7 separate regions of the Mus musculus genome follow, and regions 1, 3, 4, 5, 6 and 7 are each linked to region 2. A link is a contact called in public ChIA-PET, Hi-C and HiChIP or PLAC-seq data. All regions are on one chromosome and are shown on one strand. Each heading gives the region's core, a stretch centred on a gene start, on an enhancer-like site or on the middle of the called end of the contact. The rest is flanking DNA. Distances are from core to core; before and after follow the strand shown. Region 1 has its middle 3.4 kb from the start of Gm48249. Region 2 overlaps Gm33332 (a long non-coding RNA gene). Region 3 has its middle 19 kb from the start of Gm51814. Region 4 overlaps Gm51814 (predicted gene, 51814). Region 5 has its middle 18 kb from the start of 1700124M09Rik. Region 6 has its middle 79 kb from the start of Perp. Region 7 overlaps Tnfaip3 (tumor necrosis factor, alpha-induced protein 3).

Region 1 (4,003 bases), core at 214-2,713, 600 kb before region 2:
TGTTTGAAAATGTAGTTAACCTAGAAGAGCCTGAACAAAGAAGAATGGATGGGGTGGACTCATTCCACTTAGGTCTTCTCTCTCCCTCTCACTCTCTCTCCCTCCCTCCCTCCCTCCCTTTTCCTTCCTTCCTTCCTTCCTTCCTTCCTTCCTTCCCTTTCTTCTCCGAGACAGGGTTTCTCTGTGTAACAGTCCTGGTTGCCCTGGAACTCACTCTGTAGACCAGGCTGGTCTCAAACTCATAGGCACCCACCTGCAGCCAGCATTGAGTCTTACTATGAACTAAAGTTACATTTAAGTGTGTTAATGATTTAAGTATGGACAAATAGTTCCACAACCAGAATAGATAGCGTAGAGATTGTCCCATGCATGTAGGATCAAGAGGCTTCTAAGTTGACAGACAATTAAATGGAGAAATTAAATGAAACTGTTCTGAGCACACAGTGCTGTCTACCAGGATTGCTGTGTCCTGGTTAGTTTTTAATGTCACCTTGACACTAGCTAGTGTCATCTGAGAGGAGGGAACCTCAACCGAGATCAGGCAAACCCATAGAGCGTTTTTATCTTGAATATCATCTGCAGTCATTTGGACAGTAACCTATGTGATTTACTACAGTTATGTATTTCATTGTACACATGTCAATTTGTCATAAGTTGTTGCTTAGATCTTCCTGATGTGGTTTATATTTTAAGCTTTATGTATCCCCTTATTATGGTCACTCAAAAGGGGTTATCAGCTGGATGTGGTAACTCATGTTTATAACTTCAGAACTTGGGGGGGGGGGGTTGAGGCCAACCTAGGCTACAGTGTTAGTTCTAGACCATGTAGGAGTATATACGCAGACCCTGTCACAAACACTAACAAACAAAAGAGGGATTGAAGCAATCGAAATGATAGAGGTAGAACACTCAGTGTCCACAGGCGGCTCCGGTCTTCCCAGCATTTACAGGGAATTTTTGTTTGTTTGCTTTAACATTTACTGCAATTCCACTGACGATTCACAGAGATTCCTGGGAGGAAACCCTGAGACAAGGCCCAGGGCCTGTCAGGAAACTTGCCTTCCAACTCAGGTGGACAAGAACCAAGGGCTTTGTCTATGAGAAGGTGAACAACTGCCCATAATACAGGAAGGGAGGTCCGACCCTAATCCTGCCTTCCTCTCCCCGAGAAACTGCTGACATTTAAGCCACAGCAGCAGAAGAGGCAAAGATAATTGGACAGTGTGCACCTGCCTGTCTGCTCGTACATTACAGGCGGTGAGTTGAGTTTGAGACGAATCCTTTTGTCAGTCGTGGGAAGCTAAGGATCCCCTCTGGGTAAATTGAGGGGACCCTCTCTGAGCATTGTAGCCCAGCTAGATCAAAATTAGGGGAGCAGAAGCCCTTATACTGGGCAGCCTCAGTGAGGATCGTGTCTACCGGAAAGGGTAGCAAGCTAATTCAGGGAATGAAGATGACCAGACTCAGCCGCTGAAAACGGACTGAACTATCGTCCTAGTAGCTCACTGCCGCCACCTCCTGGAGATGTAGGGACTTAGCCGTGCTGTTCAATTAGGTTTTTTTGTTTTGTTTTCTTTTGTTTTGTTTTTTTTAAAATAAATCCCATTGCCATTCTCATAACTGGCAATTAATATTGACACAAACAATAACATTTATCATTTTAAAATATTATATCTGGTGGCTAAAATACTACATTCTTTTTTATTTCATTTTTTAAAGAAAAATAGTTAACTACCCAGGGTCCCATTCTGCTCCCTCAATGTCTGCAGTTTAATACGATTTTTTGTATAAGATAAATTACAAGGAAAAAAGAGCAATATTTCCGCTTACCAGAAACCAGTTACTATAATGTACACTGCAGGTGTTCTATTTGGTGTTGTTTTTTATTTGTTTTGATAAGTTCTTACTCTGTAGCCCAGAAGGGATGCAAACTCTAGGTACTCCTGTCTCAACCTCCTGAAGGCTGGATTACAGGTCTGTGTCACCATTCCCACAGAAAACAAAATCTGGTTGTCGGCTTTGAGTGTGTGTGTGTGTGTGTGTGTGTGCGCGCGCGTGTGCGCATGCACAAGCAATCCCGTTTCAGTGCTGTGTGCATGCTTATGTTTACACATCCACGCATGTGCATGCATATGCACATAAAGACCCAAAGCTGATGTCAGTATCTTCCTCTACTATTCTCCACTGTTTTTACCGAGGCAATGGTCCAGACTGAACCGGCCGGAGCTTGCGGTTCTAGCCAGGCAGCTTCCTCTAGGCAAGCTCGCGCTTTATCCACTGAGCATCTGCCCAACCCTGGTTTCATTTATTTGTAACAGTGTAGTTCAGACTGGCATCAAACTCACTGTGTGGGCCAAGGATAAGCTCAAACTTTTGATTTTGCAGCCTCCACCATGCCCAGCTGTGTATATATATATATATATATATATATATATATATATATATAACCCATTTATAATGATACTAAGAAATAACAAAGATCTAACAATCTAAGAAAAGGTATGAGCCTTCTATACAGGAAACTAAAGTTCTGTGAGCTGAGAGAGAAATTAAAGAACATTTCACCATGACCGAAGCAACTCGAGGAAGAAAGGGTTTATTTGGCTTATGTTTCCATAGCACTGTTCATCATCAAAGGAGGCCAGGACAGGAACTCAGACAAGGCAGGATCCTGGAGGCGGAAGCTGATGCAGAGGCTGTGGGGGGTGCTGCTCACTGGTTTGCTAGTCATGGTCCGTTCAGCCTGCTGTCTGTAGAATCCAGAACCACCAGCCTAGGGATGGAGTAGGGTAAAAGGGCCAAAGGGTGGGGGGGCACTTTGACCCTGACTTGATCCCAAGACCAGGGCCAAGAAACAAGAGCCCACCAATCCCTGAGCACAAAAACCCCATCCCTGAGCATACACACACACACACACACACACACACACACACACACACACACACACACATCTCATTGATCCCTGAACAGGAAACCCCACCAATCCCTGAGCTCAAGACTAGGAACTGAAACCCCACCAATTCTCACCCTGGAAATCTCCCCGCCTCCCCACCCACCCCATCCCCACCCCAAGAAGCCATATATAAAGCTTGAGTTCTGCTCAGTACTTGGTTGCTTCTATCCCCAGTATTGGCAGTCTTCTGGTCTTTTCCTCCCAATAAATCTCTCGTGTGAGGTTTGTTGTGTGGTATGACTGTGGCATTCCTTGGCTTCCTACTGCCAGGATACCTCTCCAAGGAGAGCTATAATACCTTTTGCTTGGTAAACCTCCTCCTGTTGGAAGAGCTGAAACGCTTCTGTAGGGGAAACCTTTCCCTTCAAAGCTACTACAGATGAAACCTTCCATAGTGGGCTGGACCCTTCCGCATTGATCACTAATTAAGAACAAGCTGAACAGCTGAATCTTACGGAGTCATTTTCTCAATGAGGCTCCCTTATCTCTGTTGACTCTAGCTCTGTCAAGTTGACACAGAACCGGCCAGTACACCTGAGCAGGTCTGTAGGGCCCTGACAAAGGAAACTGGTAATCCCGGGTACCTACCACACATGGATTCTAAAGCTGGCTCTGGCTGGGGTCTGTTGTGACACTCCAGGTTCCTAGCATTTCTGAGCTGTAGTTTCACTTAAAAATGGTAACTGACTCTCCTAAAGCCTACCTTAAAATGGTGAAAATTCGGGCTGGTGAGATGGCTCAGTGGTTAAGAGCTCCGACTGCTCTTCCTAAGGTCCCGAGTTCAAATCCCAGCAACCACATGGTGACTCACAATCATCCGTAACAAAATCTGATGCCCTCTTCTGGAGTGACTGAAGACAGCTACGGTGTACTTATGTATAACAAACAAAGAAAGAAAGATTAAAAAAAATGGTGAAAATTCACTGAGAAATGAGAAAGATAAAAAAGAAGGGCTTATGGGGTGGGTTTACATTAAATTTTCCCATTCAGTAATGAGTCCTAAACTGCTCTCTTTCCAATTTTATTGTAATTTTTCCTTTTGGCAAAGCT
Region 2 (3,712 bases), core at 315-2,814:
CGCAATGTATTTTAAAGCTCTAGAGAGGGCAGAGTGCTTATACTGTAAGTGTAAGCTGCCGGGGGACATGGGCAGGAAGCATCGGAGAACCTGTTCTGCAATCATCGTCTTCCTGGAATGCCTCTTTCCCGGCTTATGAGGACAGGGGCGGGCATCAGCTTCTGGGGCTAAGCATCAGCTCCAACATTCTCAGAAATGGAGTGCCTAGCACAGCAGAAATGTGACCCATCGGCCACTGGATGTCACTCTCTGCTCATACTCCCAAGTCTGGCTGTCCTTCCAGGCTTCTGCAATGTTCTCATAAGAAACACGCCAGAGGGCAGAGGTTCACCTGTGCAGGACCCCCTCAACATGGGATCGTCTGCAGTTCCAAAGTGAAATTGATTTTTGATTCTCAGCAGCGTAGACAGAGAAGAGATGAGTGGGCTCGAGTGGGCCTTTCCCATCTAGGCACTTAGGTGGTGCTCGGACAGAGCTCTAGGATCTGTCAGTCAAGAGGCGGCAGGCTCACTTACAGGGTCACAGCTAGAATCAAGGACTGCTACTCACGTTAGGTTCACATCCGACATGGCTTGCATGTAAACAGAACACCGGAATCCCTTCATCGGAAAACAGAACAGGAAGTGCAAAAATGGGGCTCAGTGACCAGTGTGAAATTGGGCCAGCTTTTTTTCTTGGGAAGAACTTTTTAACAGCAGAGGTTACCACTTGAACCAGAAGAGACCCTAGCACCAGTTCCTTGAGGGTTTCCACCTATGTGCACGGTCTGAGAGTTCCCCCTTCCTACCTACCATGGTGACACAAGCTGCTTTGACCTCTATCTATTACTTACCCCATCATCTTTGAGCCAATGTACCTACTTATCATTTAATCAAGGTTTTAACAAGTCTGGAGCAATTTGCTACAGTCCCCGTGGGGCATCTCCTCTGGAGAGGGTATTTACTCTGTTATTCAACATGACAACATTCGTTTATCGGATGCTGTTTTCTGAGTTCCATACACTGGTAGGTTGAGCAGGGACACAGTCCATGCAGTACCCGTTACTGAAGAATTGAAGTATTTCCGTGTTGAGATCTTAAGGTAGAGGGCACCGATTGCTTTGTAGATATCGTCAGTGTGTGGAGATGGACTTGACTTTCCCATGTGGAGTAGCTTGACTTACTCAGCTACTCTGTGTCCAGAGGCAGCTTCATGAGGTCTTTGTGCCTTTGAAATAAGTCCTGTGGCAGCCTCGGGGAAGCTGTGTGAAGGCTGTTCGTGAACAGCCAAAGAGTTTTGTTTTAAAGTTAACTCTCACCCTGGAGTGTCTTTCAGAGTTTGTCCTTGTGCTTAAGATATAACGCCCCCAACCCCATCGCAGTGGTGACTTGGACGATGGCCGCTTCTACGTCTCTATGAAGCAACACCTTTTTCTACTCTTAGATTTACTGCCAGTTCGAACTTCCTCTAACTGCCCGGCAGTTTCTGCATCGGGACTTCGGTAAGCGAAGCTTCCTCTGACTGTTTTGCTCTTTTGTAACGGCTCTCACTTCCTCTCTGCCACATGCACACTCAAGTGTCAGTTTGAACTCTGGTGACTTCTACGGTGAAGCCGGAGCTGTGCATTAGTCAGCTGCGCCCCAACCCCCATTCTACAGTCCTTATGACACTCATGCCCGTGACACTTCTCAGATGCCCCCAACAGCACATTCCTTTCTGTAGCAATCCCATGGCTAGGGGAGTTTGCCACTTGACCCCTATAGCATACTGCTATCAGTTCTCACACTTCTTTGAGGGGGTCTTCATTGCCAATTGGCCAGCAAATAATCTATCTATAAAATACCGCTAAGTAACTGTTAGGATCATTTTTGAAGCCAAGTGTCTTTGGTTGGGTCCCCGGAAACAATTCTGAAATGGAGACTTCTGGGCAGTGGTTTAATTAACTGGTAAATGCTCTGAGGGTCAATACCGGCAGGGATGAGGGAGTAACTGTGTCAGAGGCTGCATGCTGACTTGATGCAGAAGGTGGGGCCAATCCCACTCAGGTGCTGAGGATCTGGGGGTGGGGCACCTCCAGTTGGTCCTGCCTGAGTTGCCCCAGTTGATGCCAGAGGCTACGAAGAGGAGTGACCTGGCATTCCTCAGTCAGTGAGACCACAGCTTAGGGGCAGTTTCTTCCAGGCAAAGGCAGAGCCTTGAGGACACACCCAGAAGCAGTCAACTGGCTGTGGGAAACAAGGACATGCAGTCTGAAGTATGCTTGCTCCCTTCCCAAGTACTGTCCTTTTTTTCTGGATCTCTTCTGAAGTGTGTTGAAATCCTTAATTTATCTCTTTGCCCCATCTTTTTATTTCTAAAATAAATGTTTCTGTTAGTATTATGTTATATTAGATGTTCTATTTATCTAAAATAAATATTTCTTTTAAAAAAGATTTCCTTTTAAACAAATACTCCCAGAAGTAATAGAGTGAATATGCACTTTGGAGTGAAATAAAAACTGGATTAAAAAGAAATGTTTTTCTAGTGGTGCTGATCCACACTGTGAATTACTTTACTCTATGATTCAAGTGGTATTTCTAACCAATACACACTTTCTGGTTTAACAATAACTTTTCAAAAAACTGTAAACGAAAATCTTATCTATTTGTATGTCAATGGTAGGTTTCTGCCAATAACATTTGCTAGCAAGAATCGTTTTTTTAAAAATTTTATTTATTTTTTTGATTTGCATGTTGATTTTTCTTTTTTATTAATTAATTTATTTTTTTACACTCCATATTTTATTCCTCCCCCCATCCTCCAACTGCTCCACATCTCATACTTGCTCCCCACCCCCTGTCTCCATGTGGATGCCCCCATCCCTCACCCCACCTGAACTCTAAACTCCCTGGGGCCTCCAGTCTCTTGAGGGTTAGATGCATCATCTCCGAATGAACACCAACCCAGCAGTCCTCTGCTGTATATGTGTTGGGGGCCTCATATCAGCTGGTGTACGCTGACTGTTTGGTGGTCCAATGTCTGAAAGATCTCGGGGTCCAGACTGAGACTGTTGGTCCTCCTACCCTTCTCCTCAGCTTCCATCAGTCTACCCCTAATTCAACAACTGGGCTCAACTCTTCTGTCCATTGGTTGGGTGCAAATATCTGCATCTGATTCTTTTAGCTGCTTGTTGGGTCTTTCTGAGGGCAGTCATGCTAGGCCCCTTTTTGTGAGCCCTTCATAGCCTCAGTAACAGTGTCAGGCCTTGGGGCCTCCCCTTGAGCTGGATTCCACTTTGGGTCTGTCTCTGGGCCTTCTTTTCTTCAGGTTCCTCTCCATTTCTATCCCTGTAATTCTTTCAGACAGGAACAATTATGGGTCAGAGTTGTGACTGTAGGATGCAACCCCATCCCTCACTTGATGTCCTGTCTTCCTGCTGGAGGTGGGCTCTATAAGTTCCCTCTCCCTACTGTCCGGCATTTCATCTAAGGTCCCTTCCTTTGAGTCCTGAGAGTCTCTCGCCTCCCAGGTCTCTGGTGCATTCTGGAGGGTCCCCCCCTACCTTTTACCTCCCAAGGTTACCTGTTTCCATTCTTTCTGGTGGCCCTCAGGGCTTCAGTCCTTTTCCCTCACCCAATACCAGATCAGGTTCCCCTCTCCCCACAGTTCTCCCCTTCACCCCTGCCAGGTCCACTTTCCCTCCCAGGTCCCTCCCTCCCTCCCTCCTCTCTTGTGATTACTTTCTTCTCTCTCC
Region 3 (4,097 bases), core at 508-3,007, 650 kb after region 2:
CAAGGATGGATTATTCTAGTGTGGGGTTCAAAATTAACCAGAGGCATGTCTTAGTTAGAGTCAAGTTTCATAAACATTTACACACACTTATTGTGTGCCACCTTGTGCTAAGAAATATTAATGATCTGTCAAAGCAAGGTCTTTTCCTTCAGATATCCTACTATTCAGCAGACAAGTCCATACTATAGTCACAGGAATTTTAAGTACTGCATGGGGTATCATGTCCCTCTTAATACTCTGTTCTATCTTCAGCATGTATGAGATGGTCAGGGATGAGTGACGTCTTCATCTCATCCAAATATTTCTTCAGTATCAGCTGTTATGTGTGGTTGCATATTTATTTTTTAACAACCTATTTCAGGTAGAGGCACAAATCCATATGCTGATCATGCAACAAATAGAGTGCCTGGCACCTAGATAATACAATGTACTTACCTTCAACCCATATGTTTAAACCTTAAGAGGCAACAGAACGGTCAGGACCAGGAAGGAGTCTCTCTGAAAATGCCAAGAGTACTGCTCAGAGCAACAGAGGCCTAAGGTTAGAGTTGATACAAGCAACACTTCCCCAGGTGCTGCTTATCATGCTGAGTGCACAAAGTGAAAATAGTACCAGGCTTCACGCAAGTTGTATTTTTAGAAAGAAAATCACATAGAAAATGCTCGAACTTTTCAGATTCAAAATTCCCAAGTGGAAGGACTAGGGACTTTCTGAAGGGAATTGAACAGCTCGGCTTTATGATCCGACTTTATTTGATCAGCATGTAAAAAGCAAACAAACTCACCTGGTGATATAGTTAGGTAATATACCGAAATCACCTCTGTATGTTCGTAAATTCATGAGTGACATCAAGTAGTGACCTGCAGCACCTGTGGCTTCTGCTGCCTTTACCTCCACTTGCAGGGCAGGACTCCCCGGACTCCTCATAAAACACTGAACTGAGCGAATTCTGGACAAAGAGGGGGCAGGAATTTGAAAGGAGGAAAGAAAAGAGGGGGGGGGAGGGGAAGGAAGTAGAGGAAAAGAGGGATCCTGAGAGAGAAGGATTGGTGAAAAAAGAGAGAGTAAACTCTGTGGGCATCAGTATGGGGAAGCTGGGATTGTAAGTAGAGGGATTTGTGAAACTTTTAGGACTAAATTTGATATCAGGAGTTAAAATGAACCCATTTAGTATTTCCTAAACTTGCCTACTTATAAGAATAAAAATCTGCCTTGTCAGATGGTTTGCTCTGTTAAATGTTTGTTATACCAGCATGAGGACCTCAGTTGTAATCTGAAAACTGGTTGGTAGAGACAGGAGGTCTCTTGCTGCCTGACCTGTCTATCCAGTTGGTAAGCTCTGAGTTCAGTAAAAGACCTTATCGAGAGAGAGAGAGAGAGAGAGAGAGAGAGAGAGAGAGAGAGAGAGAGAGAGAGAGAGAGAGAGAGAGAGAGAGAGAGAGAGAGAGAGAGAGAGACAGAGCGAGAGAGACAGAGACAGAGACAGAGAGAGAGCGCATGCATTACAAGAGTTAGTTCAATTTTCTGATTTGAAAGAATTCTAACAATCTCTACTGTTCACAAACAGGCCTTGCTAATTTGTATCATCAAGGAGGCTGACCTAATTGATTCACTGTGTTCCAGTGTGTACTACTCAGCTTGTCTGATTGATGTCGTTCTCTCACAGTGATTTTCTCTTTAAGTCCTGTAGGGAGTGGCTCTTGGTGGTAAAATCCTGTTTCCCAATTGGTTCTTGATCTATCAATAAAGATGCCAGGGGCCAATTGCTGGGCAGAAGGAAAGAGGCGGGACTTCCATGTCCCCTGCAGTAGAAGCTAAAGATATGCAATGAGAGGAAGAGAGATTTTGCCATGCTTCAGAGGGAGAAAAGGCCATCAGCCATGTGAGATCTAGGGTGAAGTGGCCATTAGCTACTTCCCCAACTGGGCCTGGGGTAGGAACTAAAGCTGAGGGCAGATTTAGGGTGCTAAGAGTATTGGAAAAGGCAATCTAGCCATGGGAGATTAGAAGCACCCAGCAACTGAGCCAATAAGGCAGGTTGAAAAATAAGCGTGTGTGTGTGTGTGTGTGTGTTTCATCCGAGGATCCAAGAGAACCTGGGTGGGGCTGATAACACAGTCCACCCAGAGCTTAAAGCAGGGTAGCAAAAATTACATGCTACAAAGCCCTGTCCTGCACTTCTCTACATTTTCCCTCTTGGAGTCTCATTTACATAACATTATACATGTATGGTGGCAAAACCACTGAATTTTGTAGTCTGAATGCCTGCCAGAACACTAGTCCATGCCACCCTAGGTAGTCAAAATGCTTAAGCTTCTGTGAAAAGCTATGTCCATTGTCAGAACTGTTAGAACTTTGGAAAGAGAAAGTGATTTTATCAAGAAAACCTAAAAAGCAAAACCAAACAAAATCTTGAGTCACGGAATATGCCTGATGTCTGGAGTCAGAGAATATACCCAAGGAAATAAAAAATCTCACGTTCGCAGTCCTACAGACTCAGAAGATATATGCCTGCCTTGAAAGAGGTTGTTTTCCACGTGGAAGTTTTCATGTATTATGGGTGACATTCCTGTATGTTGGTGCCTGGCTGCATTAGTCAGATCTCACTCTAGTGACACCCCTGAGGCAATTAACTCACAAAGAGAAAAGTTGTCCTGGCTCACAGCTTTTGTGGCTTTGGCCACATTTAGTTCTCACTATTGCTTTGGGACTGTGGAAGTATCAAGTGGTGGCTGGAGTGTACAACCGAGCAAAACCACTCCCTTCACCATCCAGAAAGGAAAGGCAGAGAAAGGGGAGCACGGTCTATATCCTCAGTGATCTTATGGCTTCCTACTACGCGTCACATCACAGAGGCTCAGTGATCAATGGTGCTGCTCAGGGACTAAGCAGCTAACACTGGGTCTGTGGAAAAACACTGATGATCCTAACTAAAGCCCTGCGTGTGTAAATTCACTACTCCAGGTTACTACTTTCTTACTACGTGAAGAAATTTACACATTGTTTTATTTGTATGCTTTCCATAACTAGCCAAGTGCTTTGCCTGTACCACTGTGCTGTTGTTGAACTAGTAGTACGCATGGACTTATAAAAGACAGAACCTTAATCCTTACCTTTAAGGAAATTATAGTTAAGTGGAGTAATAGACATGTGACTAAATATATATCATGCTAAAATGTACATATGTTTAAAGATTCTCTAAGAACGTTGAGAAGCATATGATGAGTAGACAGAAAAGTTGTTTGTAGAGAGATGACATGTGTATGCATGTGTGTGTGTGTGTGTATGTATGTGTGTGTACACCTGTGTGTGTGTGTGTGTATTGCATGTGTGTGTCTGTGTGTATGTGTGTGTGCGCATGCACCTTTGTGCATGTGTGTGCACGTGTTTGCACATGTATGTGTGTATGTGTATATGTGTGTGTGCATGTGTGTGTGTTGCTTCAATCACACCCAGGGCCACTCACATGTTAGAAAAGCACTGTACCACCAAGCCACGTCTACAACACTGGCTATGTTTAGTTGGATAAATATAATGACACTAAGGAGTATATTTCTTATCACTTTATGTACTTGTTTTCTTCAGTCTCATCCATTCTCAGGCTATAAAAACAAATGTGTGCATATAAGGAAGTTAAAATATTAATGTGTATCACTGACTGTCTAAAAATTATTAACTTTTGACTATTTGAAGCCTGAAGTACAGTTTCTTATAAAAGTAAAATGATGAAATACTATTAGATTTCTTTTTTTTTTTTAAGAATAGCTCAGTTAGTACACAACACTGCTGCTATACTATAGTTACATAATAATAGAGCAACTGAACTAGAAATGTGTTGCATGTCGTTTTGCTCTACAACTTTTTGTCCCGGGATTGGCCACCCTCTGGAGCCCCCACCCGGCTTCCTTTTTGTTCCACTCCTCTTTGCTCTGAGAAGTGATCATGCTACCAATCCTCTTCCAGCTCCCCTGAATCTGAGGAACACACACACACACACACACACACACACACGCGGTTTGTTACTTTATAACTTGCCTTCTAGGCACAATTGCTGGATGCTACTATCTCCTGCCTGAAAAGGCGTGCTCTTACCAGT
Region 4 (3,612 bases), core at 986-3,485, 620 kb after region 2:
TTTACTGAAAATAGATTTTTTTTCTCACATAATAGCTCATGGTTATGATTTCCCCTTACTCTCCTCCTCCAAGCTCTTCCCCACCTCCCCTCCCACTGAACCCACTCCCTTTCTGTCCCTCCTTAGAAAAGAATGGGCTTTTAGAAGATAATAATAATAAAATATAATACATCACTATATTAACAGCAAAATTTATAGTAACAAAATAAGATGCATTATTACTCCTTTATTGTAATATGTTTGAATTGGGCAATATTACAAGTTGATGTTGGAGAAAGAAGTGTGGCAATCAGGACTTTCGCTCAGACCCTTCAACCTCAAAAGGAAAGGATGTGCACAGCATCGTAGTTTCCCTGATGCTATTCTCAGTGTCTTATTTTGAAGGAAAAAAACATTTTTTTTCCAACAGAGTCTCACTCTGGCTGGCCATGAAATTTCAGTGATAGGCCTACCTCAGTCTTCCAATGCTGAGATTTCAGAAATGACCACCACACCCAGTTCTGTAGTGAAGAAATTTTGATGTGTGTTTATAGTGTTTTTATCTATACTGTTTGAATAAAACATTTCTACTTTTATATTCCTTACCCAAGACTTTGTGGCATACACAGCCTCTTCAAGTTCTCATTTCATAAAAGTTAAGATATTTTGGGAACAGAGGGTGAGGCTCCATAAATATCATTAAATTAAATAGAAAAGTTCAAACATTTTATTAAGGCGAAGTTACAGCAATTGTCTTGTATGAACTTTTCTAAGATAGTCTGCTGACTTTCACTTAGGAAGGCTCCACATCTTAATCATTTCTGAATTTCTGATAGAATTCGGTGGTGTCTTTAGGGCTGAATCAGCTATTCATAGAAAGAAAGAAATATCAACACCATCAGCTGAATTTAAAAGAAAATGCACATGAAACTTTCAATTAAATCAGAACCAACTAACCTAGGCAAAATGAAATAAACCAGTAACTTCAACACTGAGGCAGGAGGATTGTTGCAAGTTTAACTTTGGGGTACATATTATCAGACCAATCAGAAATATCTAGCAAGACTTTCCCAAAACAACAAGGTGAGAGCAATTTCTTATACATTGGGTATAACTCCAGAGAACTAGCTCCCAGAACTAGACTACGAACAAGGTAAATACTAGACTTCAACCTTCACTCAAAGGGAGAAACCCACCACGCTGTTCACCTACAAACTTCCGCAGCACCCTGAATTTTCCTGGTAGGATCTCCAGCTAAGGATTGGGCAGGTTGAGCCATCTTTCTTCTCTGACTCAAACAGCTGATAACACAAACTGATTCAAAGGTTACGGGTGGGGTTAATGTACCCCCCCCATTCATTACAGAGAATTCCTGTGTCTCCATAGCAACTTACACTTTCAGATCAAACACCTGTGCTCACTGACCCTGTTCAGTCCAACTTTCACTTTCACTCTTTTTTTTATGATGTGAAATCAGTCCATCCCGAACCTCTCGCTTCTGAGTACTGGGATTGCAGTGGTATTACTGGCATGACCCACTACCCCTCTTGATAGTTACAGGAAGTGTGTGATCGTTTTCAGTTGCACTTTCCTTTTCATTTTCAGACATTCTCTTTCTGACTCACTACTAAATAGAGAGCTCATTTCAATAATCTAAAATAAAAATTAGCCTCAAGAAGCCACCGTGCAGAAGAGATGAGAATCTTAGAATTGGGATCTGTGAATGCTAAAAGGAGATTTAACAATCATGTCTTTTTAACTCAACTCCAAAGAGTTAGGAAATATTCACACCAACCCTTAGGAGTGGAAGTGCAATCAGAACCAAGTGTTTGAAAATTTCAAGGCATATAGTTTGGTCCAGCAATTACAAATGGTAGGACTTAGTTTTCAGATATACTTTGAAACATATAGATGGATATACATGTAAGAGCACCCAACAACCAAGAGGCTTCTATCAGCAAAAAGATACTGTGTTAAAGTACAATATGCCTCTGACAGGAAAAGGAGGAAAGATAATCCTTGACTCAGAGAATAATGTTCACAATATAGTCCTTTAAAATAATTCCAAAGTGTGTGAGAAAGACCAAGAACATGTACACGTGTGTTTACATAGAAAGAGTGACTGGAAGCCAACGGGCTCATTTTAATAGTAGTTGCCTCTAAGCACAAGATTGAGGAGCAGTGGGAACAGGTCTTTTACAATTTATTTTTATACTCCTGTTGCTACCCACTCAGTTCTGCAGAGGGAATGATACTTGCTGGTGTTCTGGCTATTTAGTGTATAACCTAGGAAACAGTATCACCTCCTACCTCTTATGTAGGCTGTCCCTGACATTGTGCTACAAATCCAATGAGGATTCGATTGGGGTTGTTTCTAGGTTAGTAAGAGCAATACAGGGCTGAGGAAGGGCAGGGGAGGCACCCCATTCCACAGCTTAAGGACACTGGGCTTGTTTCTGGGACTTGAAATAAGCCTCCAGAGACACAGAAGTATCAATGTCTGGTGTGTTCTGTACAGAGAAAGAACTAAGAAGTGAATGGCTGCTTAGTTTTTTAACTCCCCAGAAAATCACCCCAACAGAACAAGCAGAGTGACACCAGTTTCTTTGAGGTCAGCATACTGTTGGTTTCCTGAATCTTTTTAAGAGATGACTTCTCTGATCCTTAGGAGATCTCATATTTGCCCAATGAGCATAACCCATATTTGTGCCTAACTGCTTGAAATAAAGATAGAATGGAAGAGATTCTTGTTGCTTATCACCATCAACCTTCCTCTTGGTTCTCGACGAGTGAAGTAAACATGTATTTTCTATGTTTCTCTTTCCTGTTCAGGGCTCCATGTGATTGTATCTCAGTTATCGTAAGCCATCAGTACATTACGTACCTCATGCTATCGTGGCTGTAATGGAGTTAGTCTCAAGCTATTTGTTTGGAATGTAAGATAAAGTCCCTATGTCCCTTCTACCATATTGACTAACAAGATAAAGAGTAAGAGGCAGCTAGGAACTGCAAAGGAAGTATGACTTAGGAGTAAGTCAACACCAAAAAAAACCACAAAGTTTAGAGCTGAAGAACCAGGTCCTTGATGGTATCAGTTCACCAAAGGACTCAGCTCCCCAAAACCATGCACTTCATGTGGCCATCAGATGACTAAACTGAGTTCAGTAATACTGACCAAGTACCTACTTAGGGGACAGATATTGGACTACATTAGTAAATTCAGTGGACAAGAAACCCTGCTTTCATAGAGAAGGAAACAGGACAAAGGTGATAATCATGAAGAACTTGGCAGAAGCATCTTGAAAGATGATGACTATTTTGGGAAGGAGAGGAACAGCAAAGAAAAGCTAGGGAGATGGAGATGGGGGAGGAGGGAGGAGCTAGAGAAAGCCCTCCTTTATTTCGGCTAGGATGAGTCAGAGGTGTCTCGGCTACTTATCTATTAAGGCTTAGATGTGAAACATTTGCAATATTTGTAGCCTACTTCCTAACACATATTCAGGGGCAGAAATTTTAACGGAGTTTTTAAAGTCAACAAAATGAATATTAATTAGACTTATGTACAATTTAGGTGGGAGAGAGTTTTTGAGTTTCAAGTGAAGGTTGAACTGAATTATTCTAAAACATATATCC
Region 5 (4,021 bases), core at 919-3,418, 590 kb after region 2:
CAAGTATACACCTGCAAACACATATATACACACTAAATAAATAAAATATAACTTTTAAAGAGTTTTAAAAGGCAATAAAAGTTTTAAATGCAAGAAGGAAAAAGGGAATATATAAAGAAAATAGATCAATGAAGTCAAATGACCCAACATTTTTATTCTTAAATATTTCAGAGAAGTGAAGATGTGATCAAGCAAAGATTGACACTCCCATGCACAAAACTTTTGCTAAAAGTGGCCCCAGACATTCAACAAACAAGTGCGACATCTGGAAAGTAACAAGCTGCTCTTTACTAAAGTGAAATGACCTGCTAAGTTTTCACCAACACAGGCTTTAACTTTACATTTTTATGACATTTATTTGTTTGTTTATTTATTGTGTGTGTGGTAAGGAGAAGGATTTCAGAGTGTAGATTTCAAAGGACAACTTTCAGAAATTGGTTCTCTCCTTCTGCTCTCTGTGTCCCAGGAATCACTAGGTCAGGAATAAGTGCCCATATCTATTGAGCTATCTCAAAGACTGGGATTTTAACATTTAGACTTATTTTATGTATATGAATGTTTGGTTTGCATGTATGTCTGTGTACTACATGCACGTCTGATACACAGAGAAGACAGAAGAGGGCTCCAGATTCCTTGGAACTAAAATTATGGATGACTGTAAGCAGCCATGTATGTCCTGGAATTAAATCCTAGTCCTCTGCAAAAGCATCAAGTGCCCTGCCATTCACTGCAAAGCCATCTTGCTGGGCCCTCGCTTTAAAACAGTCTTGTTTTTTTCAGATTTATTCTACAGGTTTTAACTTTAAATGGAAATATTATGTTGTATAAAGGAGGCCAGTCACTAAAAGATACATAGCAAACCATATAATTTTCCTGGTATCTGCTGTAAGGCAAGGTGACAATAAGCAGACATGTAGACATTTTTTAGAGTGATGTAATATTTAAATGCTTCATTTGTTATGGTGGTTGCTTGCATTTCTACATTTGCCAAAACTTATCAAATTGTACACTTAAGTGGACTTGTAGAAATAAATATATAGTAATCAGAAAGACATGGTTTTATAAGCTCTTCTTGGATTATGTTTTTTGATTGTTTGTTTTGAAGTCAATTGTTTAAGACAGATATTCACTCTGTTTAGTTAAGACGAGTCTGGAAATTACTATGTAGCATCGGCTAGCCTCAAACTAGTAGTCATTGCCTGTCCTGGTCTCCTAAGTGCTGCGATTCCAGGCTTGAGTCTTCCTGCCTGGTATTTTCCTCTAACTCTAGACCTTTAAGAACCAAGAGTGTTGGCAGTGGGGCTGAGGAGGCAGTGTTTACAATAGCGCGTTCATAATTCTGCCAGAGTACCCTTGTGTGTGGTGTCTTGGTGAAATTGTCCTCTTCTGCACCACACTGGGTCACTGTGCAAAAACTCCTCCCTCCCTTTGCTACTTCAGGCTCTTCCCCCCACCCGCCGTAGGAGTCAGAACCATCTTTATATTTAACGACACAGAAGTCCAGCAAAAAACGAGGGAAATTGCAACCAGCTGTTTTCTTGTCTGCCTTAAGTGCAGCTCCAGACATGGTTGCTAAGGGAAAGTGTGTTTTCTTTTTTAACATGGTTTACAACCAAATGCTGTACACTAAAACAGAAACACCTTCTCCAAGTTCCTTAACAACAAGCCACCCACTTCCTCAGTTTTTTTTTTTCCAGGAATTAGGTAATTGATAGGTGATAGTGCCTTGCCTCTCCCCTAACACACACACAGACACACACTTTACTTCCTGGGGGAATTCAGACCCAGTCTAAACCAGTTGCAGATGTCTGGCAGTTCCTCCATATCCCATAGCTGGAGCGGATATGGGGTTGACACTAGTAACCAGAGGCAGACTGGGCGTCATAAACCTTCCTTGTAGGCGACCTGTGGTTTACTACTTTGAAAGATGGCAAAGCAGACTTACATCTTAGCCCTAGACTCTAGGCAAAGGATAGCAGACCTCATTGTATGTCCTCAATTATCTCTCCTAGGCGTGGCCCTCTCTCAAAGAACCAATGTCAAGTGGAATCCAGGGCAGAGTCTACCCCACAGCATCCCTTACAAAAGCCGTGTCCCATGGTGGGTTCTGCTGGGACTGCAGATCATCTGTGCTTCCTGCTGCTGTGGTCTGTGTGAGGTGGGGAACTGCTGTGTGCTCTCTCTGCCTTCCTCACATGCTTTTGGTTTTGCTGTTGTGCACTGGGTTCTGCAGTACTGTGTGCAAAGCCAGAAGACACCCACCTGCTCTTGGAGAAACTCTGCCTCACAACTCAGCTTTTAAACTTATGCATTGTACACCAAGGTTGTGCTCACAAGGGCTCTCTTGCTGGATGTTAGGAAGCACCCAGCTTGCTAGGATTCTAAGTTGATTGCTGTACTGAAGTACTAGAGAAGGACGAAACTAAACAAAACAAAACAAGACAAAACAAAACTGGTCCTTCGATGCTTACAAGATGAACATGATATGGTCTAATGTTAATTCTCCAAATTAAAAAAAAAAAAAACAAGTTATAAGCTGCTGATGCCAAGTTTCAAGTTGTGAATTAGAAAGAGTTCCTGGGCAAAACACTGGCCTTCCTAGCCCAGGCTGTGCCTAGAGTCACAGTGTCCCTACTGTACTGTTAAACAGAGGAACACTACAACTGAGTAACCCCTAAGTCATGACTAATGGGATCTACCCCAGACCAGGATCTGAGCTTGACTTCAAAGGTCCCTAAGTCACCCCTCCAACCCTATCAGTTTTACTGTCTTCCAGCTACCTCCCCACAACCTTTGTGAGACTCCCTCTAAGAAGGCAGAAAAATGGCACCCACAGCAAATGATTCCAAACAGGTGAGTTCTAAATCTTAATCTAAAACATAGACATCTTGTCTCCATGCCAGCAGCATCTATTTTACTCCCAGAAGTCTAGAGACCTTAATCCAGCCCTGAACTGAAGTAGAAGTCAGGAAAACCTGTTTAGACTCTGCCACTGGAACTGTCATGTTTTATTCATGGATACTCTCAGGGATGACTTGGCCGTCAGTCTGGAAACTACAAAAACTGTTTCATTTGTCATGATTGTATATTAGAGGAAAATCATGTATTTCCCAAATAGGCATTGATAACTTCTAAAACTTTATTTTTAAAGCCCTTTAAAAATAAAGCATGGGGTTATTTCATCTTTAAGAGGTATTGAATTGTGGAATCCTGGATTCAAAATGGTAAACATTTTCTTATTTTCTAATCTGAACAAATTCACATAAGGATAAGTTCCTCTTAATGTTGCAGAAAAAAAAGTCATTTAGCTAACTAAAATAAAAATTAATCAATATCATCTCTCATAGGACGGGAAGGAATTTCCCTTTCTGCATAGCACATTAGGTACTTTAGAGAAGAGTTTCTTTGCCCTGGAAAAATACCAGACTAACCATGAATTATACTGCAGAAAGTAATGGCTGTGAATGTAACCTCTAGTAAAGTTATTTTTTTTTCCTCTTAAAACTAAGATTTGCTTTGATGTCACCAACATTTCCAAGTTGAGGGTCTCCTGATAATGATCTTACAGTGAGTCCTGGTGGATGTAGTTCTGGGCTAACCATCCAAGGAATCAACTGGGGTGTCACTAAACCCCAGCTTTGAAAGCACAAAGGCAGATAGAGACCTGGGAACTTCCCTGAATCTGACAGAGGGTTCCTGGCACCTAGCTAGCCTAGAACAAGAAGTTGTTCTCCCTGCTAATTCCTCATTTAGAAGGTGAGCAGAGCTACTCTGTGAAAGTCTGCCTCAAATAGTCAAAGCAACAACTCCTTCCCCTTCCAACCCCACCAAAAAGGACCTTAGTCTTTGTCAATGACCTTCATTAGTTGATGGGCTAGGGTCCTCACCTTGGTTATAGAGAGAAATTCAGTACAAGGGTGCCTTCCACTAGATGGCAAGAAATAAACCAGTCAAGATCTCTGGGAAGAGCAGACTAATACCAGCTCCAGTCATAAAAAAATTAAGCTGACCTTAGATGGCA
Region 6 (4,077 bases), core at 1,084-3,583, 770 kb after region 2:
AAAGTCCAGAGTAAGCCAAGACATCTATGTCGAACTCTGCCTGCATCGTTGCTCTGCTGTCCTAGCCCCTGTTGTTGCCAAGCATTTGAGGTCTACATATTAAATGCTGCAGGAGGGCAGTGCATGTAGCTTTGTGGAATGACAACTCATTCTGAGGTATCATCTAAAGAGTGAAACAGGTAGGGAAGTTAGGAGCCAGTTGTGAAATCTATAGCCAAATTTGCCTCAGTAACACACTTCTTCTTTCCTTTTTATTGATTTGGTGCATTATGCTACTTAATAATGCTATTTAAAGAAAAAATTCTTTTCAGGGTTCAGAGAGATGAGTATTATTTTCTCTATGTGTCCAATGCTGTCTCCCTACTCTGTTCTCTCCAGTCAAGGAAGAGCACTAACCATTGTATCTTTGTATCTCACAGATGTCTTCAGAGACAACAATCCAGTACTTGTGAGGTCCTGATCTCTCTCTCTCTCTCTCTCTCTCTCTCTCTCTCTCTCTCTCTCTCTCTCTCTCTCTGTGTGTGTGTGTGTGTGTGTGTGTGTGTGTGTGTGTGTGTGTGTGTGTGTGTGATATAGAGAGAGATGAGAGACAGAGAGTCAGAAAAAAAGAGGAGAGACAGAGACAGACAAAGACATATATAGAAAGAGACAGTTTAAGGAGGGATTGAAAAAGGAAGATGAATAGTACCGCTCCACCCCATTAAAGTTTATCTCTCTTACATGAACCTCACATATAGTAGTTGATGACATAGTTTATATGCATCACAGAAATTTGGTCCAATGAAAATAATGATAAATACAATGGGACAGGTGAATAGAAAAAAAATATCTAGAGAAATTTCTATATTTCTCACTTTGGCAACTAAATTGAAACTCTGCTGGTCTCTAACTTTTGTATTTAGAGTTCCCATGATACAGTTAAATGGTGATATTTTGAAGGAAGCTAGTTTTGGGTCAAAAGGGCAGGAGGTCAGAGCTCTTTGAGAAAAGGTAAACTTATAATGAAAGCTACATTTATAACTAAGGATTAGTCTGCCTAGGTAGAATACAGTGTAGAGAAAAGAACAAAAAGAGGCCCCTAGCAACAATAAACCACAAAAGAACAGGCCGACAGCATGAAAACCAGAGACACCACCAGCTAAGTACCCAATACAAGATGATTCCTTAGAAGGCAGCCATCATTATATGACTCAAATACAAAAGTCAAAACAGAATTCATCCAGCCAATGGGCTCCTTCATTCAACAGTCACTGAAACTTCTAACACTTGCAACAGAATATTGGGGATGTTGGAGACTTGGTAAATAGGAAACCACCTTGTCACTGAATATATTTTCCTGGGTAAGAAAAAAGAAAAGAAATTTGTCAGTTATGCTATAAAATATATTAAGTACAGGTGTTTTGAGCTGAAGGAAGTGTGTCTGAGACCTGAGTACAGAATTTTTAGTGAAGAATAAACTATAAGATTGCAAAATACACATTTAAGGAGATTGGCTCTGAATCCTAGGCTAAAAACTTCAGGTGGACACAGAATTCGATGAGGTACCTCTTTTAAAGACTAAAGAAAGAAATCAATTGCATTGGTTCAGGGAAGCAAGATTGGTGATCAACAAAAAAAAATTCACTTTTTGCAAGTTTTCCAGCAGGATAAGGACAGAGAGAATGGAGTGCTAGACTGGGGGTGGGAAATGAAATCCAAAGTTCTTCTGGACTAACTACCTCAGGTTTCTTGTCATAAAGAAGCACAAGATGGTCAGACAGGCAGATGGATGGATGGATGGATGGATGGATGGATGGGCAGATGGATGGATGGGTAGATGAATGGATGGATGGATGGATGGATGGATGGATGGGCAGAAGGATGGATGGATGGATGGATGGATGGATGGATGGATGGATGGATGGATGGGCAGAAGGATGGATGGATGGATGGATGGATGGATGGATGGTAAATGGGTGAATAGGTGGGTAGGTGGAAGTGTGAATGGGTTAAGTGGGTATAGGTGCAGATAATCTTTAGATTCAGAATTATGGATTTTTAAGTTTTAAAATCATCTCTTAGTAAATATATTTATTAATTTATGTTTCCCTCCATTCATACAAACAAACAGTGAGTAAAGGGATTCCCTTGAATGAGCAACCTCAGAGGCCTTTCAAAGAATCTGGTAGGCTTTGCTGGAAATATTTTAATCAGCAGTCTGATGCTTGAGAAATGGGTTTGTGGGGCTCTGCTGGGAAGTTCTTGATTGCCTGAGCCACAAGTTCCCAGGGGGAGAAGCATTCTCACCTCAGCTAGTGATCTGTGAAAGGTCACCTCAGCCTGAGGAAGCAAGACATCCTTTTTCTCCCCACATGCTTCCTTTGTAACACCAGCAAGCACTCAACCTACTACCCAGGCTGCTTCATCAAAACCTGTCCTTTGAAGGTCACCAGTGACATCTTTACTGTTAATTCAAATGGCCTTTCCTTCTAACATACTCTTACCTTCCCAATTGCCTGTTGTTTAGCAACATCATTTCAGGAACAGTTGACACAATTGACCCTGACTCCCCTTGGATTCCATGACACTGCTTGATTATGGTTTCTCTCGTGTTTGTGAGTAAAGGGTAGTCCCTAGAGAGTGGAAAAACTAAATTGACAGCATCACTCAGTAAAGGATGAGTTACTGTTGAGATGGCAGTTCCCCTAGTGGCCATCGGGCCTGGAAAATCTGAGCACCTGTTCTACTAAACTCCACCCACCACCTCCCCCAGCCCATCTCTATCACCTGTCTTTAATTCCTGGAAGTGTGCCCACTACATGCTTCATTTATTTCTTCTGGCTCCTGGGATCGGCCCTCTGATATCCCCATGGCTCACTCTTTTACCTTTGTATTGTCTGTTTGTATTACATTATTTTAGAGTATTCAAATCTACTATAAAAGATGAGAAAATAACAGGGTGGATGAATATCCTAAAACATGTCAAATGGAGGAAGTATGCCATAAGACATTTTAAAGGAAGAGTACACAAGATGTATGAGTTAAGAAACAGAACAAACTATGTTTGTTATCGAAAGGCTGGGGGGCAGGGGGCTCAGCAGGTAAAGTGTCTGCTGCATAAACGTGAGGAACCTGAGTTCAGATCCCCAATATCCAGATAAAAAGCCAGGTGTGAGGTCTGTAACCTCAGCTTTGTGTGGAGAAAAATAGGTGATGCCACAGGCTTGCTGGCCAAGCAGTCTAGCCATATCAGAGCTCCAGGATCAGTGACAAACCCTGCCTCAAAGAACAAATGGGAGAGTCATAGAGGAAGATGCTCAGCATCAATTTCTGGTCTCCACATGTACAGGTGAGCAGATTTGCACACATTCGTGCACACATGTACTATAAAGCAGTGGTCCTCAACCTTCCTAATGCTGCAACCTTTTAATACAGTTCTTCATGTTATGGTGACCTCAAACCATGAAATGATTTCATTGCTACAGTTTAACTGTAATTTTGCTACTGCTATGTATTGTAATGTAACTGCCTGATATGTACGATATCTAATATGCAACCCCCATAGGTTGAGAACAACTACAGAAAAATTGGGTTTAACCATATATATGATATATACATATATATGTGTGTGTGTATGTGAGTATTAAACATATCATATGTACATGTATATCAAACATATCATATATACATATATATCATTCATATGTATATGTGTATATGTGTATATATGTATACATATACATATGTGTGTGTATGTGTGTATTAAATATATCATATGTACATGCATATTAAATATATCATATATACATATATATCATTCATATGTATATGTGTATATATGTATACGTATACATATATGTGTGTGTGTTAGAATAATTGGGATAAAGCCTTTATCATTATCAATTGGCTCTGAAATTATTGTATTGGCATCCTGTAAATTGAGAATTTACTAATAACATAAATGTGATTGGTTAATTATACGATTCAAGAGTTTTTCTTTACTTGGTTACTGGAATGCGTGACCACTGATGGCAGAAAGGGAACTAGAGGCTCCAGGGATAAGTGAACCAGATGCTGCAGGGGGCTGGCTGCAGAGAG
Region 7 (4,163 bases), core at 918-3,417, 680 kb after region 2:
GACTTGACAGTTTGTGGTTTTTACCACGTCCCATTTTGTTACAAAAGGAGAGATGGAGCTGAGAGAATTAGAAATGGGGTAGAGAGAAGAAAAGCCTTATTTTATTTGCCACTCATAGAATTAGCAGACATTATATAGTATTTCCTTAACAGAGGAAATATCTAATTTCCTGTAGAAAGAAAATGCCATGTAAATGCTAAACACTTCCTTGGCCTTTGAATCAGCAAGGATTCACACTACAAAACCAAAGGTATTTTGGTAACTTGTTGGGCCAAGGAATTCTAATTTCTTTGAAGAAAAGTTATGAAAAAGAAAGCAAGTATTTTTTAAGGGGGGGGGGGTGGGGGGAAACAAGTGGCTTTCTTCCCATTTGATTATTATTAGCATCTTTTCTTTCCTTTTAAAAACCCCTCCCCTCCAGGAGGCTTTCTTCAAAGGCCGGCCTGTTTGGGGAGGGGGGGAGGGGGTAGGGGGGTTCACACGTCTGCATTTGAGGATCTGAGACTGTGGTAGATGAGGAAGGGAGTAGGTGGCATAAAATTGAAACTTCATGAAAATTCCAGCGTCTATTGGCCGCGGCAATTTCACTTGTATAGTGAGTAGCCCGTTCCAGCTCAGCCTGACCACACCCACTTGGAAAGTCCAGGGTGCAGTTCACAGTTTAAATGTCTACACACCAGAACAAAACGTACAACAACTGTTGCTCAATTGCTAGTCAAATATCTTCGCACTGGGGAATTCCACATGTTACTTAGGGAATTTTATACTGGTGCATCTCAATAAAGAACTGAAAGTAAGCCCAAGAAGAAGAAGAGAAAAAAAAAATAGCCTTATCTTTGCTCTAGATTTTGCAAAGGGGAAATTTCAACAGAATGTAGCCCTTGCCACACATCGGCCTAGACACTAGGCTCTAGTGATCTTTTCTGTTCAGTAGTTTGGGAAACTGTTTGAAGCATGCACGATGAAGGAGCAGTGACCCTGAATATGGATTTGACAGGTTGTTTACTATATTTAGAATATGATGGAATTTCAAATAGCTTTATTGCCTTACTGACTGAATAGTATTAAATACACACACACACACTTTAAACTTTTTAAAAATTAAAATTATGTAATACTTTCCAAACAAGAATGAAGAGCGGACTAGTTTTATACTAAATGGTTTCCCCAAATGTTTACTCTTTGGGGCATGAAAAGGAATGCAGTCTGGGACTGGATGTAGCTCACTGGTAGAGAGCCCTGGCCTGAGATTCCTCAGAATGCACTGGAGGCTGGGGCAGGGCCTGCATTATTTGGTACTGTCATTCCTACTTTATAAGCTAGGAGAGGAAAATCCCAGGTCCCCACAGCTAAAGTGGAATGGGCATGTCACGTACCACTGAGTCATAGTCAGACCAGCCCTATCAAGTAGGCCGAGCCACAGTGGTTTCCTGGTGTATATAATGCCTTGGACGGCAAAGCTTCCGTAGAACTAGAGAATAGTGGTATCAAGGCCTTAGCCAGCAAACCAAAGATTACCAGGAAGAAAGGACTGTAGTGTTCATAAGCTGGTGCCCTCATCCCACAAGTACACAAGAAAAGACTTTCAGGGATGTTCCCATATCATACAGACCAGTTAGGTGCAGAGCCATGCTACAGTGGAGGCTGGTTGGCACCTCCCACTGCTGGCACCAGGCACTACATAGAAGAATGAAAAGCTTCCTTATAGAATGTTATCAGCTGGTTAAAAATCAACTTTACAGTCCCCAGCAATGGTCTTAGTGTCTCCTGATAACCTTGGAAGGGCATTTGCTTTGGGCTGCTTAACCTTGCTCCTCACAGCTCCTTCTGTCCTCAGGTGATGGAAACTGCCTCATGCATGCAGCTTGTCAGTACATGTGGGGTGTTCAGGATACTGACCTGGTCCTGAGGAAGGCCCTCTGCAGCACCCTTAAGGAGACAGACACTCGGAACTTTAAATTCCGCTGGCAGCTGGAATCTCTGAAATCTCAGGAATTTGTGGAAACAGGACTTTGCTACGACACTCGGGTATGTTTTGCTTTTGTGTGGCAGCCCTATCTGTGGTGGACAAAGGCTACTCTCGGCCAGTCCCTGTTCCCTGAGGAACATATGACTTACTAAGTCATATGAGTCGACTTAAGCATTGCCCACTCAGTGGAAAACACCAAGAACCTTCTGTGGGTTTAACCCGGGCTTTAACCACTCTCTGAGCTAAATCTGGACAGCTGATTCCTAGGTAGGCGATTCTATGTCTTCCAACCTCCTCTTGAGAACTTCCCAGAGTTTCCTGGCTTAGCTGAGCCAACCAGTACTGGGGAGAATGTACCTCGTAATCTTCAGCCACAAGCTGGGAATGGTTCTGAACCAATGGAAGCAGAGCTTCAGGGTCGTGGATGTTCTGTTTGTTTTTGAGCTAGGGTATCATGTAGCTCAGGCTGGCTTTGAACTTGTTATGTAGCAGAAAATGATCTTTCTGCCTCTACCACCACAGTGCTGGGATTGCAGGCATGCATCGCCATGTGATTTTAGGTGGGGGAATCAAACCCAAGACCATGCTTGTTAGGCAAGCATTCTTCCAACTGAGCAACTCTTCCAACTGAGCTAGCCTCAGCACCCCCAGTGGGGGATTGTTATGAAAGCAAATGCTGTCTGTATCTCCCTCCCATCAGTTTTGAGCTTGCCCAGCAGTTGAGAAAAGTAAAGGAACCAAACCAAAATTGGGGCCGAGGATGAACATTCTTTTGATGAAGAAGCGTGAATGGAGTTTCTACAGCAGACAGATGCCGAGTGAGCGGCCTCTGAGTGAGTTGTTAATCCATCCCTCCTATGTTCTCTCCCCTTAGAACTGGAATGACGAATGGGACAACTTGGTCAAAATGGCATCAGCAGACACACCTGCAGCCCGAAGTGGACTTCAGTACAATTCCCTGGAAGAAATCCACATATTTGTCCTCAGCAACATCCTCAGAAGACCCATCATTGTCATTTCAGGTGAGGTGCCTCAGAGAGTTTCTAGGTTCCCTGGGTGAGTTTCAGCTCTGAGGAGAAACTGAGCCCCCCTGCAGCTGTCAGCCTACAGTGGAGGGAGCATCACAAAAGTCACCTGGGGTCTTATCTTGTTGTCTCTTTCCATCAACAGACAAAATGCTAAGAAGTTTGGAATCTGGTTCCAATTTTGCTCCTTTGAAAGTGGGTGGGATTTATCTGCCTCTTCACTGGCCTGCCCAGGAGTGTTACAGATATCCCATCGTCCTAGGCTATGACAGCCAGCACTTTGTACCCCTGGTGACCCTGAAGGACAGTGGACCTGGTAAGAAAACATCAGTTCCTATTCATGATCCTGATGGATCTTGGAGTTCCAGGCCTTGCTTTTTGTTCCCAGTTGACATTGTTTTGTTTAAGTTCATTATCTTGTCATCAGTCACGGAGGATTAAATATCCCTTCTGTGAGGTGCTTAGAATCAATATCATTTTAGGCTTCAGAGTCTTGACCATATCAGCATCCCTAATCAGAAATCTACATGCTCCCAAGTCAAGTCAGATTCGAGGGTTTGAGATTTTCAGATTAGAGTCAAACATGTTTGGCCCAGTACTGCAATAGCAGTGAACATGCTATCTGTCCCCTTATCTTCTTTGGTGTGACTTAGGAAGTGCATGCAGCATAGTAAACATAGGTTGGACAGTCATGTGTGCATACTTCCACCCCTATTACTACGTGACCCAATTAAGGTGCACAGAGCCTCAGTATCATGTTTGGCACAGAGCAGGTAGATGTTTAGCTATTATTGTAATACCTTAGTGTATAGTGAGCCCTGTGCTAGGGCGCTAGGCAGCATTGTTTCATTCCACTCTCATGGTGTCCTTCTGAGATGTTGACAGGAGTTGTCTTATTTTATTGATGAGGCCATGGAAACTCAGAAGGGTTAAATGACATGCCTAGCTTGACATTGACAAAATCAAGATTCTAACTCAGGTCACGCTGGGAGGCGTGAGAATTTAACCAGTTCAAATCTACTGTCTCTTTGCTGTGGTTACAAAATCAGCTTAGGTGACCATCAACAGATGGATGGACAAAGATACATCCATGATACATATACACAATGGAGTTTTATTCATCCATAAGGAAAAAGAGAATTTTGTCATTTGCAGAAAAAAAGATAGAG

The links. Hi-C and Micro-C count contacts between places; a contact is called where the count stands out from the background. ChIA-PET counts read pairs in DNA pulled down with a chosen protein or histone mark. HiChIP or PLAC-seq counts read pairs in DNA pulled down with a chosen protein or histone mark.
Region 1: an H3K27ac HiChIP or PLAC-seq map of large pre-B cells shows a contact between it and region 2, with 2.6 times the contacts expected there. The contact joins two enhancer-like sites. A contact is called at or near these places in 2 of 15 datasets of contacts at CTCF or cohesin (embryonic stem cells and large pre-B cells), 6 of 484 Hi-C or Micro-C datasets (the G1E-ER4 cell line and embryonic stem cells), 2 of 115 datasets of contacts at active chromatin or transcription factors (embryonic stem cells and large pre-B cells) and 1 of 9 other capture datasets (embryonic stem cells).
Region 3: an H3K4me3 HiChIP or PLAC-seq map of the 230-238 cell line shows a contact between it and region 2, with 4 times the contacts expected there. The contact joins two enhancer-like sites. A contact is called at or near these places in 1 of 484 Hi-C or Micro-C datasets (CD4 T cells) and 2 of 115 datasets of contacts at active chromatin or transcription factors (the 230-238 cell line and bone marrow-derived macrophages).
Region 4: an H3K27ac HiChIP or PLAC-seq map of microglia shows a contact between it and region 2, with 4 times the contacts expected there. The contact joins two enhancer-like sites. A contact is called at or near these places in 1 of 484 Hi-C or Micro-C datasets (the HPC-7 cell line), 7 of 115 datasets of contacts at active chromatin or transcription factors (acute myeloid leukemia, bone marrow-derived macrophages, double positive thymocytes and 4 more) and 1 of 9 other capture datasets (macrophages).
Region 5: an RNA polymerase II ChIA-PET map of memory CD8 T cells shows a contact between it and region 2, with 9 read pairs. The contact joins two enhancer-like sites. A contact is called at or near these places in 2 of 484 Hi-C or Micro-C datasets (CD4 T cells and double positive thymocytes) and 2 of 115 datasets of contacts at active chromatin or transcription factors (double positive thymocytes and memory CD8 T cells).
Region 6: a contact with region 2 is called in a Hi-C map of regulatory T cells, with 3 times the contacts expected there. The contact joins two enhancer-like sites. A contact is called at or near these places in 1 of 39 promoter capture datasets (the C10 cell line), 3 of 15 datasets of contacts at CTCF or cohesin (embryonic stem cells, large pre-B cells and pro-B cells), 83 of 484 Hi-C or Micro-C datasets (the AML12 cell line, the AtT-20 cell line, B cells and 48 more) and 10 of 115 datasets of contacts at active chromatin or transcription factors (DN3 thymocytes, T-cell acute lymphoblastic leukemia, Th17 cells and 7 more).
Region 7: a contact with region 2 is called in an H3K4me3 HiChIP or PLAC-seq map of bone marrow-derived macrophages, with 5 times the contacts expected there. The contact joins two enhancer-like sites. A contact is called at or near these places in 14 of 39 promoter capture datasets (the 3T3-L1 cell line, 3T3-L1-derived adipocytes, the C10 cell line and 10 more), 2 of 15 datasets of contacts at CTCF or cohesin (large pre-B cells and thymocytes), 14 of 484 Hi-C or Micro-C datasets (B cells, the C10 cell line, CD4 T cells and 9 more), 15 of 115 datasets of contacts at active chromatin or transcription factors (the 230-238 cell line, DN3 thymocytes, astrocytes and 11 more) and 4 of 9 other capture datasets (adipose tissue, bone marrow-derived macrophages, embryonic stem cells and 1 more).

What each region holds. Positions count from the first base shown.
Region 1 is chr10:20,288,066-20,292,068 of GRCm38.p6, reverse strand. No RefSeq gene overlaps it. Among named protein-coding and RNA genes, the nearest start is that of Gm48249, 3.4 kb to the right of the region's middle. Within about 2 kb of position 1,463, at least 66 of the 459 cell types and tissues checked have an H3K27ac peak or open chromatin away from gene starts, as enhancers often do.
Region 2 is chr10:19,689,818-19,693,529 of GRCm38.p6, reverse strand. All of the region lies in intron 1 of Gm33332 (a long non-coding RNA gene), which reads left to right. Among named protein-coding and RNA genes, the nearest start is that of Il20ra, 21 kb to the left of the region's middle. Within about 2 kb of position 1,564, at least 128 of the 459 cell types and tissues checked have an H3K27ac peak or open chromatin away from gene starts, as enhancers often do. A contact at or near this core is called in the 230-238 cell line, CD8 T cells, the HPC-7 cell line and 9 more, where this site is marked.
Region 3 is chr10:19,041,736-19,045,832 of GRCm38.p6, reverse strand. No RefSeq gene overlaps it. Among named protein-coding and RNA genes, the nearest start is that of Gm51814, 19 kb to the left of the region's middle. Within about 2 kb of position 1,757, at least 133 of the 459 cell types and tissues checked have an H3K27ac peak or open chromatin away from gene starts, as enhancers often do. A contact at or near this core is called in the 230-238 cell line and bone marrow-derived macrophages, where this site is marked.
Region 4 is chr10:19,066,439-19,070,050 of GRCm38.p6, reverse strand. Gm51814 (predicted gene, 51814) reads right to left here. Exons shown (of 4, transcript NR_168594.1): 4 at 692-845. Among named protein-coding and RNA genes, the nearest start is that of Gm51814, 5.5 kb to the right of the region's middle. Within about 2 kb of position 2,235, at least 55 of the 459 cell types and tissues checked have an H3K27ac peak or open chromatin away from gene starts, as enhancers often do. A contact at or near this core is called in the HPC-7 cell line, bone marrow-derived macrophages, double positive thymocytes and 2 more, where this site is marked.
Region 5 is chr10:19,102,913-19,106,933 of GRCm38.p6, reverse strand. No RefSeq gene overlaps it. Among named protein-coding and RNA genes, the nearest start is that of 1700124M09Rik, 18 kb to the right of the region's middle. Within about 2 kb of position 2,168, at least 98 of the 459 cell types and tissues checked have an H3K27ac peak or open chromatin away from gene starts, as enhancers often do. A contact at or near this core is called in double positive thymocytes and memory CD8 T cells, where this site is marked.
Region 6 is chr10:18,921,892-18,925,968 of GRCm38.p6, reverse strand. No RefSeq gene overlaps it. Among named protein-coding and RNA genes, the nearest start is that of Perp, 79 kb to the right of the region's middle. Within about 2 kb of position 2,333, at least 15 of the 459 cell types and tissues checked have an H3K27ac peak or open chromatin away from gene starts, as enhancers often do. A contact at or near this core is called in CD8 T cells, Th1 cells, Th17 cells and 3 more, where this site is marked.
Region 7 is chr10:19,006,010-19,010,172 of GRCm38.p6, reverse strand. Tnfaip3 (tumor necrosis factor, alpha-induced protein 3) reads left to right here. Exons shown (of 9, transcript NM_009397.3): 3 at 1,838-2,028; 4 at 2,844-2,991; 5 at 3,140-3,310. Among named protein-coding and RNA genes, the nearest start is that of Tnfaip3, 7.3 kb to the left of the region's middle. Within about 2 kb of position 2,167, at least 84 of the 459 cell types and tissues checked have an H3K27ac peak or open chromatin away from gene starts, as enhancers often do. A contact at or near this core is called in Th2 cells, adipose tissue, bone marrow-derived macrophages and 2 more, where this site is marked.